Linked DNA regions of Mus musculus: region 1 is linked to region 2. Evidence: chromatin contacts called from public promoter capture Hi-C data. All regions are on one chromosome and are shown on one strand. The core of a region is the stretch at or near the end of the contact, and the rest is flanking DNA. Distances in the headings are between cores, read along the strand shown.

Evidence for each region. Promoter capture Hi-C pulls out the DNA fragments that hold promoters and counts their contacts.
Region 1: a promoter capture Hi-C map of the HPC-7 cell line shows a contact between it and region 2, with 8 times the contacts expected there. The contact joins the promoter of Plb1 here to the enhancer-like site in region 2. A contact is called at or near these places in 9 of 39 promoter capture datasets (the 3T3-L1 cell line, 3T3-L1-derived adipocytes, the C10 cell line and 6 more) and 2 of 9 other capture datasets (adipose tissue and liver).

The regions. Positions count from the first base shown.
Region 1 is chr5:32,235,955-32,242,585 of GRCm38.p6, reverse strand. Plb1 (phospholipase B1) reads right to left here and starts at 3,502. Exons shown (of 59, transcript NM_001081407.1): 1 at 3,345-3,502.
Region 2 is chr5:31,308,101-31,315,380 of GRCm38.p6, reverse strand. Gckr (glucokinase regulatory protein) reads right to left here. Exons shown (of 19, transcript NM_001374741.1): 14 at 7,100-7,196; 15 at 6,448-6,545; 16 at 6,277-6,360. Among named protein-coding and RNA genes, the nearest start is that of Gckr, 14 kb to the right of the region's middle. Within about 2 kb of position 2,385, at least 5 of the 459 cell types and tissues checked have an H3K27ac peak or open chromatin away from gene starts, as enhancers often do. A contact at or near this core is called in the HPC-7 cell line, where this site is marked.

The sequences.
Region 1 (6,631 bases), core at 2,253-4,752, 930 kb before region 2:
TTATTTCATACTAGTGGGATTCTTCAGGGGCAGGGGTAAAAATTCCAGCCAAAGGTCACCCAATTTGTGAGTGTAGAAGGAGGTGCCGATCCAAGCCACCTTTCCCATTCATTTCTCCCCAGCACGACTGGAAGACATGCCTGGTGCAAGGGCTTGTCATCCCTCAAGGAGGAGAGTAAGAGGGGGCTCTTGATCCTGAGCTGCGTGCGGGAGGCAGGCCTTCAGCTCTTAAACCAAGTATGGCAGTAGACTTACTAGTGTGATTCCTCTTTCCTGGATGCTGGATCTGGAAACTAGGGTGTTGGTGCACCTCCAGGTAAAGCACCCCCTTTTCCTGACACCAGAGGACTCCTCTCTCTGGCTCTACTTCTGAAGAACCAGAGAACTTAACAGCAGTCTACCATCTAACACGGGACTGTCGATGCCAGCTTAGTCCTTTCTTCTCCCTTCCAAGGACAAGTGGGACACCTTAAGAATGGTTCAGAAGGCACTTAGTCCTTGGCAGTCACCTGACCAGGCTTTCTCCTCCCCTACTGTACACAGAAGAAAACTGAGGCAAAGAAAGAGGCTTTTGTGAAGCCCACCCTTGAGTAAGAACAGCACTTGGGGCAGGACTCTCTGGTCCAAGTTCAGTGTTCCTTCCCACTCATTGCTCAGCGCTGAATCACTGTGACCATGGCAGCAATGGTGTGTTTCGTCTAGTTTTATCAATAAGAAGTTTAAAACTCGCATAGGACTAAGTAACTGACTCAAGGTTGCTTAGCTACTAGAGCCCAGAACTCTTGTCTGTCCACCAGGAGTGGCCAAGTTCTAGCTATGACTATGCAATACAAAACCTGTGCTAAATATTATCAACAGAAAGCCTAACACCTGTAATCACCCCATCTCTATCCTGGTGTGGTGACCCTGTGAAAATGCTGGTATGGAAAGCTCTTCCCTAGATCTCCCAGAGCTGAGATGCTTATATGTGGTACCCATGGCTTCACAGAGCAAGTCTAGGGAGCCAGGTGACATTAAATTCGATGCCCTGCCCATGAAGCTCATCTTTCCCTCACTGCCTGCAGGAGCTGTGATGTGTCCTTTGAGTCCAAGAGAATAAGCAAATATCCCAATGTTTGCTCCAAGAATCTCAGTGCTTGCTACTATGCTGAGAAGGTCCTGGATCCCATACTCCAAGCATCCCACGTAGACCCCACCCACCTCCCTGGCCTATATTCGCAGTAGAGCAGCTGTCCAGATAGCATCCCTAGGTTTTGGACACAGAGAAAGGGACAGAAATAAAGATTACTAGTTAGTGCACATAAGAAGTATCTCTCACCTGGATTCTGGTAACAGCTTGTGAAGACTGACCCAGGGCAGCTTACCAGCCTGGACGTCCCTCTATTCACATAGCACAGCCTCTGCTCCTTTGGTTGTGGGGCAGGGGATTGCTGTCCTTTATGTTATCACCTTGGTCAAGGGCTGGGCTGCCAACACCCAGGACACCAAGGCAGCTTGTGGGTGTTAATGGCATTGGCAATAATATACAGACTTGTTTACTGTGCCTGCTCCATTTCAAGCTGTTTATGTTTGATGGCACCACCTGGGCAGAGGGCTATGAGGGAGTAGGCGAAAGAGAGGGAAGTGCTGAGTGAGAAGGGCTGTCCCCTGGGGCCCTGATACCGACCAGTCACCAGGTCTGTGCTGGGCTCCAGCCATCTGGACAACCAAGGTGAGGAATGGGTGGCTCACTGAGGAGCTGTCCCTCAAGTTTTATTTCCTGAAGGACTACACAAACACCACTGCCTCCAGGAGCTTCTGACTTACATCAGCCTGTCACCTGTCCTTTCTTCACTTCTGAAATGCATGAAGGCCTTGGTTTTTCACAAAAAATTGAATTCCCAAGTTCTACATCCTTTCTATCCTAAGCTTATTTTCACACTATGGTATTTCTGAAAATAGACTCTGTGTGTGTGTGTGTGTGTGTGTGTGCGCGCGCGCGCGCGTGCGTGCATGTGTGTATTGTGTATATGTTGTATGCATGTGTGTCTGTGTGTGCATGCATGTATGTGCATGTGTGTATGTGTATATCTGTGTGTAAATATGTTTGTGTCTGGATGTGTGTCTGTGTGTCTGTGTATATATATGAGCATGTGCATGTGTCTGTGTGTTGTGTATATGTTGCATGTATGTATATGTTTATATTTCACATGTGTGTCTGTGTGTATATGTATGTTATATATGTATGTGTCTGTATATGTATATGTGTGTCCTATGTATATGTATATGCGTATATGTCCATGTGTGTCTCTGTATGTGTATATGTATGTGGGTGTATTGCATGTGTGTATATGTTGTATATGTGTTGTGTGTGTTATTTGTGTGTATATATATGTGTTGTGTTTCTCTGTGTGTGTGTTGTATATGTCTCTGTGTGTTGTGTTTGTGTGTGTATGTGTCTCTGTGTGTTGTGCCTCTGTGTGTTGTGTGTGTTTGCATGTTATATATGTCTCTCAGTGTGTACTGTGTTGTGGGTGGTGTTGTGTATGGGTGTATATGGTGTGTGTGTGTTGTGTGTGCGTGTTCATGTGTACATGCATGAGAACAACCTTAGGTGTTGTCCACCTGGACTATGCACTTTTATTTTGAGAGAGCGTTGTATTGGCCTGGAAGTTGCTGAGGAGGCCAGCACTGGGGCTACGAGCTTGCATCACCATGCAAGCCTTTCAGACTGTCTGGAACTCCATAGGAATACGTAGAAACCTTCCTGAGAATGGACGGTAAAAGCACATTTTCTTTTATTTGTATTTGTTTTGAGATAGAGTCTCGCTATGTATTTCAGACCAGCTTTGAACATAACATCTTCCTGCCTCAGGCTCCTGGATCCTGAGATGACAATTGTGTGTCACCATGCTCAGCTTTAAAGCTTTGTTTTGTTTTGTTTTGTTTTGTTCTGTTTTATCTCAGTGTTTCTGCTCCAAAGACTGGTTACTTTAACTTAAGACACAGAACTTCCTCATTTTTGTTCCTTTGAGTTTAACACTTGATTGACATTTGGGGGCCTCTTATGGGCATGTAGGGACAAGAACATACAGCTACATGTTTCTCCAGAGGGTGGCTAGAATCTCAGTATGCTCCTTGTGAGAATCATGCAAACTATTTCCTGTTCCCTTTCTTCTTTGCTTCTGAGCCACATCAGGCCAGCACCTCTCAATTCTCTCTGGCCGGGGAGGAGAGCTATGTCTCCCGAATCTTTATGAGGCTGAAAACTCTTGCATTTGATCATCTGAATCCCATAAGAATTCCTGTAGGCTGAACATCCCAATTCTTTGTCAGGTAGCATTTCTAAAATGCCTTTCACTCACCTGTCCCTGTCCTTCAATGTGGCTTCTGTTCCCACCATGCCATTAAAAGTTCTTGAAGGTCAGTAGTTTGCTGAATCCAACAGACAGCAATGGATCCTCATACCTTCTCCCACTGCTTGTCTCAACAGAGTGTGAGTGCTGGCTTCTACTGCTTTCTTGAGATACTAGCACTGTCTGGGGTTCCTGGTTTTGTCTGGCCACTCCTCCTCTGGCCTGGACCCTCCTCTGCTGGTTCTCAAGGCAACCATACCAGCCCTTGGCTTTATTTAAAGCTTGTGTGTCAATCATTCCTACATTCCCACTTCCAGACAGACCTTTATTCTGAGCTTCAAGCCCCATAAACTCATTCATTGACTCAATACCCTCCCTTTGATGTCTGTGGGTTCCTCGGGATCTGGAAGGGTAGAACTGGCCACATCATTCTTCTGCTATCGTTTTTTAGCCCTACAGGAAACAGTAGTGGCCATTGCAGACAGACCCAGACAATATCCAGGGGATCTCCTGCTCAGTCCAGCAGATCACCAATGGCTGAGTCCCATCAATTCTGTATTCCAGTTCCTGGACCAAGGTAGGCCCAGCCTACCTGGCTAAATGTCTCCAGTTATATTTCTACTTCTATGTCTTTCTCTCCCTTTCTTTCTTTCTTTCTTTCTTTCTTTCTTTCTTTCTTTCTTTCTTTCTTTCTTTCTTTCTTTCTTTAACTATATTAGCCTGAACAATCTTGTCAGCATATAAGCCTAATGTCACATCCTGTATAAAACCCCTTAGACATGTTCCCATTTCCCTTTAGTCAGAGACTGATCATCTCAGCAAGGTCCATAAGGCCCTGTGTGCCTTTTCTCCATTCTCAAATCCCACATTCTCTCCTTATTTTATACACACTCATACACACACACACACACAAACACACAATCAGACACCCATATATACACACACACACACAAACACACACCAACACATATACACAATCAGACATCCATATATAAACACACATACACAAACACACAATCAGACACCTATATATATACACACACATACACAAACACACACCAACACACATACACAGACATCCATATATAAACACACATACACAAACACACACTACTGGCCTCCTGTATGTCCTTCAATACGTGTCTGTAGATTATCCTGTCTGACAAACTTAAGTTCCAAGAGGACACTGCTGCTGCATCCCCACTACACTGCATAAGGCCTGAAGTCAGTAACTGCTGACTGGTTGTATAAATCTACTCCCACGCAAGTCATCCCTCAGGGGCCACAGTGAGCAGAATCAAGTTTTACATCTCAGAAGCTTAACTAACCCCTCCTTCTCTGGCAGGTTGCTTAGGGCTCTGTTGCTTTAGCTACTTCACCACGCTGGGGAACAAAGAGTGGAGCAGTTGGAGCTATCTGCTTGGCTGAAAAGGGCAGACCCTGTACCGCAATCATCAATGTGATTCCCACACAGCTCCTAATACAAGAACAACCCAGTTGGAAGCAGGGTCGTCAGAGTTGGTCTCTTGAGACTAAGAAGAGTACACTGCCTTAAGAGAGAAGAGATGCTGCTGCTGCTGCTGCTGCTGCTGCTGCTGCTGCTAGACCCAAATACGTCCCTTTGTCCTCCAGAGAAATCTCTTAAAACAAGTCCCTGAAAACCAAGAAAACCTTCTATTTCCCCTGTCCTATAAAATGAGGATAATGAACTCAGCAAGGGTTGTCATGTGCTCTGCCAGGTTACTGCCAAAATTCCCACCCTACTTGGGGATAGAGACCACGCCCCTCTTCTTAGGTACCATTGAACCCCTGTGGGTTCAGAAGCGCCTGCAGATGGTTCCTTCTGGGCTGTAAATTAATAAATACATTTTACTAGTCTGCTAACTTGGTCTCTACTCAGTTGGACTCTTCCTATAATCCTAAAGCTGTAACTTGCATCTTGCTTCACCTGCCTATCTCAGAGCTCATGACTCTTGGTGGGTTGCAGGTCCCACTTAAGAGCCTCAAACGGCTCCCTCTGTTTTGAATCCCTTGACTGCTATATTGAATTGTCAAGTAACCTTGGGTAACCTTGCCCTGGAGCTGTGTGCTTGATGACTTGCCTCCTGCAGCCCCTCCTTTCATCCACCCCGTGTCCTTAGGTATCACTGGGTCATGTAGAGGATCACAGAGCGGAAGGTAGGAGTGATTCCTAGCAGCTGGCTTCCCAGACTGGAGAGCTAGCAGCTTCCCTTAGACTAGCCTCCCATCCACCCAGGACAAATAAGCCCAGAGAAAAGCTGTCCTTTTCTGCCTGCTCACTTGACCTGAAAATTTGATTCTTTCAAAGATGTCGTTTCTCTGACATATTCTCCTTGTAGGAGGTTGGGATCGCTGAGTTCCCAGGTGTTCAGACAGGTCAGGTCTCAGACCAGAGACTCACTAGATATCTTCAACTAGAAGTAGGCATCAATCTGAAGGAGGATGAAGAGGAGCGGGAGTCAGAAGAGGAGGAGGAGGGGGAGGGGGAGGGGAGGGGGAGGGGGAAGGAGGAGGGAGAGGAGGACTAGGGCCAGACCTGCCAGGTTTGCCAGCATGAGGATGTGTCTAAAGATGTGGACCCTGGAAAAGAACCCAATAAGGTGGGGTGAAGCCATTTAGGAGCACAGGAGATTCTTCATGAACAGCTGACTGAAGAAACATCATATGGGTCAGAAAAACACAGGACGACAAACGTCTGCAATGAGAACATCCAAAGCCACCACAGGCTCTCTCTTCCACACCAGAGTGGAGCCCCAACCTTCCATCCATCATGCCCTGAGAACATTAATAATGCCAGACAGTGATACCAAAAACCAGAGTGGAACCCCAACCTTCCATCCATCATGCCCTGAGAACATTAATAATGCCAGACAGTGATGCCAAAAGCCTCTTTCTTCCCATTCACCCCCCCACCCCCACCCCCCACTCCTGGAGCAGCCTGGCTTTCCCAGCAAGAGGGACAGGAGAAAGTGCTCTTTGACTTTGTACCAAGAATTTCCTCAGCTTTGGCGGGGACTGGGGGGTGGGATGCATTTCCAGTGAAACCTGGCATTTTTAATATCTGTGCTGGCTGGTCTTGTGTCAGCTTGACCCACAAACTACAGTTCTCTGAAAGGAGGAAACTATAATTGAGAAAATGCCCCCATGAGGTCTGGTCATAAGGCATTTTCTTAATTAGTGGTTGATAGGGGAGGACCCAGCCTATTGTGGGTGGGGCCACTGCTGGGCTGGTGGTCCTTGGGTTCAGCAGGCTGAGTAAGCCAGGGGAACAGGCC
Region 2 (7,280 bases), core at 1,136-3,635:
CTTCATTCTGGCAGAACTATAGAGCATAATAAATTTTATGCCTCAGCCCATCCTTTCCTTTTTATATTAACAACAGGGAGGAGATGTAACCTCCCCCACTCAGCCCAAAATCAAGCTGATCAGGTTTGACTGTTATCACCAGGAGATCATGGGGGGGGGTGGAGTCTGCCACCCTATCGTTCTGCCATTCCCACTGCTGCTACCTGCTGCCTAGCTGTTCCAGAGTATTCACATGGTCACCTGCAGCTGGACTCCGAAGATGATTTGGCGGGAATGGGCCCCTCCCCCTTCTTTATAACCCCCTGTTTCCAAATATTAATATTGAGCTTTGATCAGGACCTTGTCTTAGCTCCTTTCTTTCTCTCATCTGTCTAGTTCCCTCTCTTTCAGCCCGAGTCTGCCGCTTCAGCCATATCCCGTTCCTCGCGAGCTGCTGGATGGCCCGCAACAATACTCTTTAAAGTAAATTAGCACCTGCAAAAACCTGAAGGATAAAGGGTCGCTTTGAATTTACAATGGAAAAAAAAAAGAAGTCCTTGGGAAGCTGCATGGAGCCAGCAGCCTCTAAACTGCAACTACGACAAAAGAAAGCGGCGCAGAGCCTATGGAAGAAAACTGAACAGTGACAGTGGCATTGCCCTTTGATAAGGATCTAACATTTCTCGGTATTTATCTCAAAGAAACACGTGGATGCATGCATTCACATTGCATCTCTATTGCCAATAGCAAAATGATGAAAATAAGCCAATGTCCCAAATAAGAGAAGGTAAACTAGCACACTGGTACATGCACAGTGAAGAAGAGATCTCGGCTCTGCCGTGATCTCAGTGATATTCAGAAGATGCTAAGCAAAGCACATGAGATGTAAATTGTCTGCCACCCTATGCCCAGAAATAAGGAGTGGTTTTTCTTTGTTTGTTTATTTTTTCTTTTTTTATTTTATTTTGTTTTGTTTTGTTTTTCAAAAAAAAAAAAAAAAAAAAAGACCAACACTGGAAGTATGTTTAAGTATGGCTATAACCAGGCCCGAGGAAGCCAACTTGAACAAGCTCTGATTCTGAGACTTACAATGAAAAATAAGTAGTAAGAGAATATATTCAACTCCATCCAGTAGGGGTGGGGCTGTCTCTGACTCTTTTCCTCCTACTGAGCTGCCTTGTCTGACTTTAATATGAGGACATGTGCCTAGTCTTATTGTAACTTGATGTGCTGTGTTTGGTTCATATACCTGGATGGCCTGCCCTTTTCTGAAGGGAAACAGATGAGGAATGGATCTGGTAGAGGGGGGGGGGAGGAACTGGGTGGAGAAGAGGAAGGGGAAACTAAGGTTGGGATGCAATATATAAGGAAAGAAAGTTTAAAATGTTAACTTAAAAGAGAGAAGAGAGAGAGAGAGAGAGAGAGAGAGAGAGAGAGAGAGAGAGAGAGAGGAAGAGAAGAGAAGAGAAGAGAAGAGAAGAGAAGAGAAGAGAAGAGAAGAGAAGAGAAGAGAAGAGAAGAGAAGAGGAGAGAATTTATTATGGGAAGCTGTGCGTGTTGGAACAAGCCTTTGGTTCCAGCCTTCAGGAGGCAGAGGTGGACAGATCTCTGTGAGTCTGAGGCCAGCATGATCTACAAAGTGAATTCCAGGGCAGCCAAGGTGACCTAGAGAAACCCTGTCTCAAAAAAAAGTTGGTGTCAAGGGACAGGGAATAAAGGGTGAGTAAAGAGGAGCTGAAGAGATGGCTGAGTGTGAAGAGCTCCTGCCCCTCCCCTCTGCCTCTAGATATGAGCTAGAGTCCCAGCACCCACACTGGGAGGTCCACAATCACCTGCAACTTCAGTTCCAGGAGATCCAATGCCCTCCGCTGGCCCACAGCACTGCACACACATGGTGTACATTCGGACAAGCAGGCACACACATGCATACATATAAAAAATAAAATGAAAATGAAATAAAAGTATAAAAATATATTAGAATACATCTAAGCCATGCACAATGGTGAATGTCTGTTATCCCAGTATTATGGAGGTCGAGGTAGGAGGGTTATGAGTTCAAGGCCAGTCTGGGCTTTATAATAGTTCTAGTTCAGCTATGTTACATTGAAACCCTGTCTAAAAAACATAAAACTAAGCATTTAACAACAAAAGAAAATTCATGAGTCCATAATGACATTAAACAAATACGGTTGGAGTGGGGAGTGAATCAGAAGCTCCTTGGCGGGGAGGGAATGCCAGTTAATGAATGTTTAAGAGGAAGAGAGCTAGCAATAGAAAACCACCAGTTGAGAGTCACCAAGAGGGAAACTGCGTCAAGCAGAAATCAGCAGCACGTGCAGAAACAGTGGGTATGGACCGTTGGGTGACAGGATGTGGAGAGACATCAGCCATCACCACCACTGAATACGCCCCCTCCCCGTGGCCTCGCCAAGGAAGAGACACACATGGCAGGTGACTCCTGATGTGACATACTAGTCTCCTCCAAAAGGAATAAAAACCTTAAACTTGAACATGAGGAAAAGATAACACAGCACCTTTGTACATTCTGGAAATGTGAGCTACATTCCGGGGAAAAGATTTGCCTGAACTTCTAAAAATGTCAGTGTCATGAGAGACAAGGAAAAAAGAAAAAGACTGAAGATAAGGAAGAGGGCAGAGACCTGGTGACTATGGTTGGTAGGTTCTCCTTGATTGGGTTCAAGATCTGGAAAATAAAAACAACTTCCCAGGGATAACTCAGGAAATCTGAATTTAGGTAATGGTATCAGGTTTACTGTCATTCCCAGAGTGGATAATTATATAATACTTATAGTGGCAAATGTCTTTGCCCGTAAGGGACATATTCTGAAGTAATTGGTGTGAAGTTTTGGTTTTGGGTTTTTTGTTTGGTTCTTTTTTGGGGGGGACAGGATCTCACGTAACCCAGAGTGACCTCGAATTCCTTATGTAGCTAGGGATGGCCTTGAACACTTCCTGATCCTGCTTTTGCCCCTAGATGCTGGGACTACAGGATGTGCCACTCTGCCTGGCCTAGTGTGAAGTATAAGACAGCCTCACTTATCAGTCCTGTGCTCTAGGGAAAAGAAAGGGATGAAGGAAATGTGACAGAGGAGGACCCGTGAATAGGACACAATGTTTCAAATGAAGAGTGAAGACCTTATGGTATCAAAAATATTTCCACAATTAAAGCAACAAGTCTGAGCTGGGTGTTGTCAACTTGACACAAACCAGAGTTGTGTGGGAACAGCCTCCATCACACTGTCAGTAGAACATTTTCCTAGTTGGTGTTTGATGTGTGGGGCCTAGCCCACTCTGGGTGGTGCCACCCCTGAGCAAGCAGTCGTGGGTTGTATAAGAAAGCAAGCTGAGGGCTAGTGAGATTGCTCAGTGGGTAGAGGTGCTGACAACTTAAAGTCAATCCCCTGGGTCCACAAGGTAGAAGAGAGCCCACTCCTTCAAACACACACACACACACACACACACACACACACACACACACACACACACACACTAAGAAAATGCATTAGAAAATGTAAAGAGCCGGGCGTGGTGGCGCATGCCTTTAATCCCAGCACTCGGGAGGCAGAGGCAGGCAGATTTCTGAGTTCAAGGCCAGCCTGGTCTACAAAGTGAGTTCCAGGACAGCCAGGGCTATACAGAGAAACCATGTCTTGAAAAATAAAAAAAGAAAGAAAAGAAAGAAAGAAAGGAAGGAAGGAAGGAAGGAAGGAAGGAAGGAAGGAAGGAAGGAAGAAAGGAAGAAAATGTAAAAAGAAGGGGAACTGAGCAAGCCGTGGAGAATAAGCCAGGAAGCAGCTTTCCTCCATGGTCCCTGCCTCTGCACCTGCTTCCTGCTTCAGCTCCTGTCCTGACTCTCTGAGATGATGGACTGTAAAGTGTCAGATGGAATAAACTTTCCTTTCCAAGCTGGTTATGGTCAGGGTTTTATCACGGCAGCAGACGACAAAATAGGACAAAGTCCAACAGAAATTTTGTCGACCACTGCTGCTTGACAAAGTTCCAGCATGTGGAGATCACAAATCACAGATCCCCAGCATCCTTTAACTTTCATTGTGATGATTCTGACTATGCATTATGGGAGTTTCCTTATGCCTTTTCCTTTGGGAAATTTTGTATGGGCTTTGGTAAAAGTTATGAATGGATACAATAGCAGTCTTGTGAAACAAAGTAAATCTTTGGAAACAAATCTCTGCCACCGTGGAATCATATAGCATAACTCTGTCTACTCCTGCGCAAGAATCACCTTTGTGTCCCCCTGTTTGCACCAAGAATAGAGAAGCTGCAGATTTGTTAACTGAAAGATGGTGCCAGAAACTCTTACATACATCTGGTCCTAACGATGAAAGCACAAAGACTAGAGAAACAATGTGCTCAGGCTCACAGGATGAGTGGCAAGACCAGGTACGCCCCACAAGAAGCAGGTTCTGTTAAGAAGCTAGACTGTCTTGATCCCTCTCTGACATATACAGCAGCACACATTGAAGAATTAGTATGTTAAGGCACAATGGAAGAAATGTAAGATGTCAGACCTTCCCTTTGAGGAGTTGATGAGGAGAAGAGACCCATACTGTAAGACCAAGGCACATAGGAACATAATTAGAAAATGGCTCAATGCTTATTATACTTCCTGGTGCAAACACTGCTTCATGCCCCTGGAGGGATGGAAATTGCTCTCACGGATTTGTTTCGCAGGACTCGATGTCTGGTGCCTGCTGACCACAAAGCCGGGACCTTGCAGAAGGAGGTACAAAGGGCACATGCTGGGGTTGCTGGACCTTAGAGAACAATGGGGACTTAGATGCTTGATGAACTTATTGCCTTTGCTACAAAGAAAAATAAAGTTGATAACTTCATTCATTCTGGATATTAAAAAATAGGACTAAATTAGGTTAACAACAATCTGTGAAAAGATCATATATTTCTTGTTATCATTAAGTCTGCTTTCAAGATAGCTAGGGGCTAAGCTATTATCCAATCATAGACTGAAAAAAGTGTGTCATTTTGTTCAATAAACACCAGCTCTCCTGATTCATCCTCAGATAATGTCAGTCCCTTCTCTCCCCGACTCCACACCTCTTCTTTGAGACCTGAACCCCATTGGAGCCAGACTCCAGCAGAAACTTTCTTTCAGACAATTCCATGTGGAGAGATGAAACCAGCTCCAAGTGAAAGATTAAAAACCACCAAGGAAAAAAACCTAATAGATTGGACAAAAATCTAAATAAGATGTCACTAAATTAAAAGCAGAAATAGGGGCCAAGGAAATGGTAAAACTGAACAAAGACACTTTATGAGGTTGCTATGAGAACTGAGATAAAAGACATGAAATATTCACCAGGCTATAAAGGGCTGTATTTGTAATAGAGATCATGATTGTATAAGTGTGGAGAAGAACATAACATGGAGAGCCAAGACAATATAAAGTTAATCAGAAGATTTCTCAAAAAACAGGTGAGGTCAGAGGAAAATGTGAATGTGAGAAGCATGCCTAAAGTAGAGAGGTAACATTGAAACACTGAAACAATATGTAGAACAAAAGACAGAGGAGAGTGGACCTCCCACTGGGGAGAGACATTTCTGTAAGAGCTCTAGGTTCCATGAGACCTCGTGTTGGCTCTGTCTGGTTAAGTCTAGAAGCTTCCAGAAAGAAGCAGTTTGAATAAGGATGAAAGACCACACCTCTCCCAGACCCCTTCTGGCCCCTGCTTCTGCCTTGTAGAAGGTAGGCAGGTTATGTGTGAGAACAGTAAAGCAGAGATATAAATTTGTTTTCTTTCTTGAGCCACACAGCAGAGCTGGGCTGACACCTAGATTTCCCAGTGTGCATTCCACACCAAACTGCAAAGTAGATACAAATTGCTCAGCATTTCTATGATTCCTATCAGTGCAACTCCTGGATTGTAATTTCACTATTGAGGGAGAACTCCATCGGGGTAATACCTGGATTATGTTCAGCATAGTGTACCATGCAAAAGAAAGGGTCTCAGTATCTTTTGGGTGGTGATAATGACTTCAATGTCAACAATAAACCTGTCCCCCAAAACCCAATGAGTGTGTAACCACAGGTGGCCCGTCATGCCCTTCCTGTATATTCCTAGACAGAACTGAACCCTGTTGCCTTGGCAACTCTCTTTAGAGACCTGACAAATCCAGTATTTGCCCAGCTTGGGGAGGGGAGAAGACTAAACAAATGTTCAGGCTTTCCCCATCCATTAGATTTGGGGGCTTTGGACTCCTCTCCTTCTTAGGAAACATTTCCTTCTCATCCCCGCCTACCTGAACGTAGCTCCCTTCATAATCGAAGAAAAGAAGTGGCCATGTGATGCTGATGAGCGAGGGAAAGAGCTTCTTTAGAGGAGCCTGAGGAGAACGAGATGAACAGTGTGGTTTGTTCCAGAAGGCCTGGCTGCACCACACCAGGTCTGCTCCCCAGTGCCAGACACTCACTGGCAAGGACTGCCCCACTGTGCTGTGCACCAGGGCCTGGATGTTCCAACTCTTCTCCCTCACCCTTTCTGCCAGGGCCTGTACTTCTGCGAGGTTATCTGGATAGGATAGGAGACATCGTAGTTAAAAGACTGGGCTAGGAAATGGCTCTTCCTGTCACCCTGGGGTCCTGCCAGGACACTCATTTAGTTCCTCTGTGCTGGATAGTTTTATGTCAACTTGACACAAGCAAGAATCACTTGGGGAAAAGGAACTTCTAGTGAGAAAATACCCCCACTAGACCAGTCTGTGGTCAAGCCTGTGGTGCATTTTATTGATTAACTGATGGACCCTGCTCACAGTGGGTGGTGCCACCCCTGGGCTGGTGGTCCTGAGTGACATAAGAGAGGAGACTGGCAAGCCATGGGGAATAACAGTAAGTTGCACTTGCCCATGGCTTCTGCTTAGGTTCCTGCCCTAACTTCCTTCAGTGATAGACTTACACACTGTAAGATTAAAAAAATCCCTTCTTCCCCAAATTGCTTTTGGTTATGGTGTCTTTATCATGACAGTAGAATACCCTAAGATATCCTCCCTCTGACAAGGCACCCTGAGACTAGGAAAAATGGCAGTTCCTCTAAACCAACCCCACTGTTCCTATCCTCCTACTCACCATCCAGGGTAAAAATGAAGACCACAGTGTCAATTTCCGTAAGGGATGGCAGAACAGAAGTCAGGAAGTCATCCTGAGAGAAGGTGAACTGGGGACCCTGGGACAGGAGAAGATGGGAGAGTTCCTCCCAGCAGGATATTCAAGAGCAGAGATTTGAAGACTAAAGGGGACCTTAGGGGAC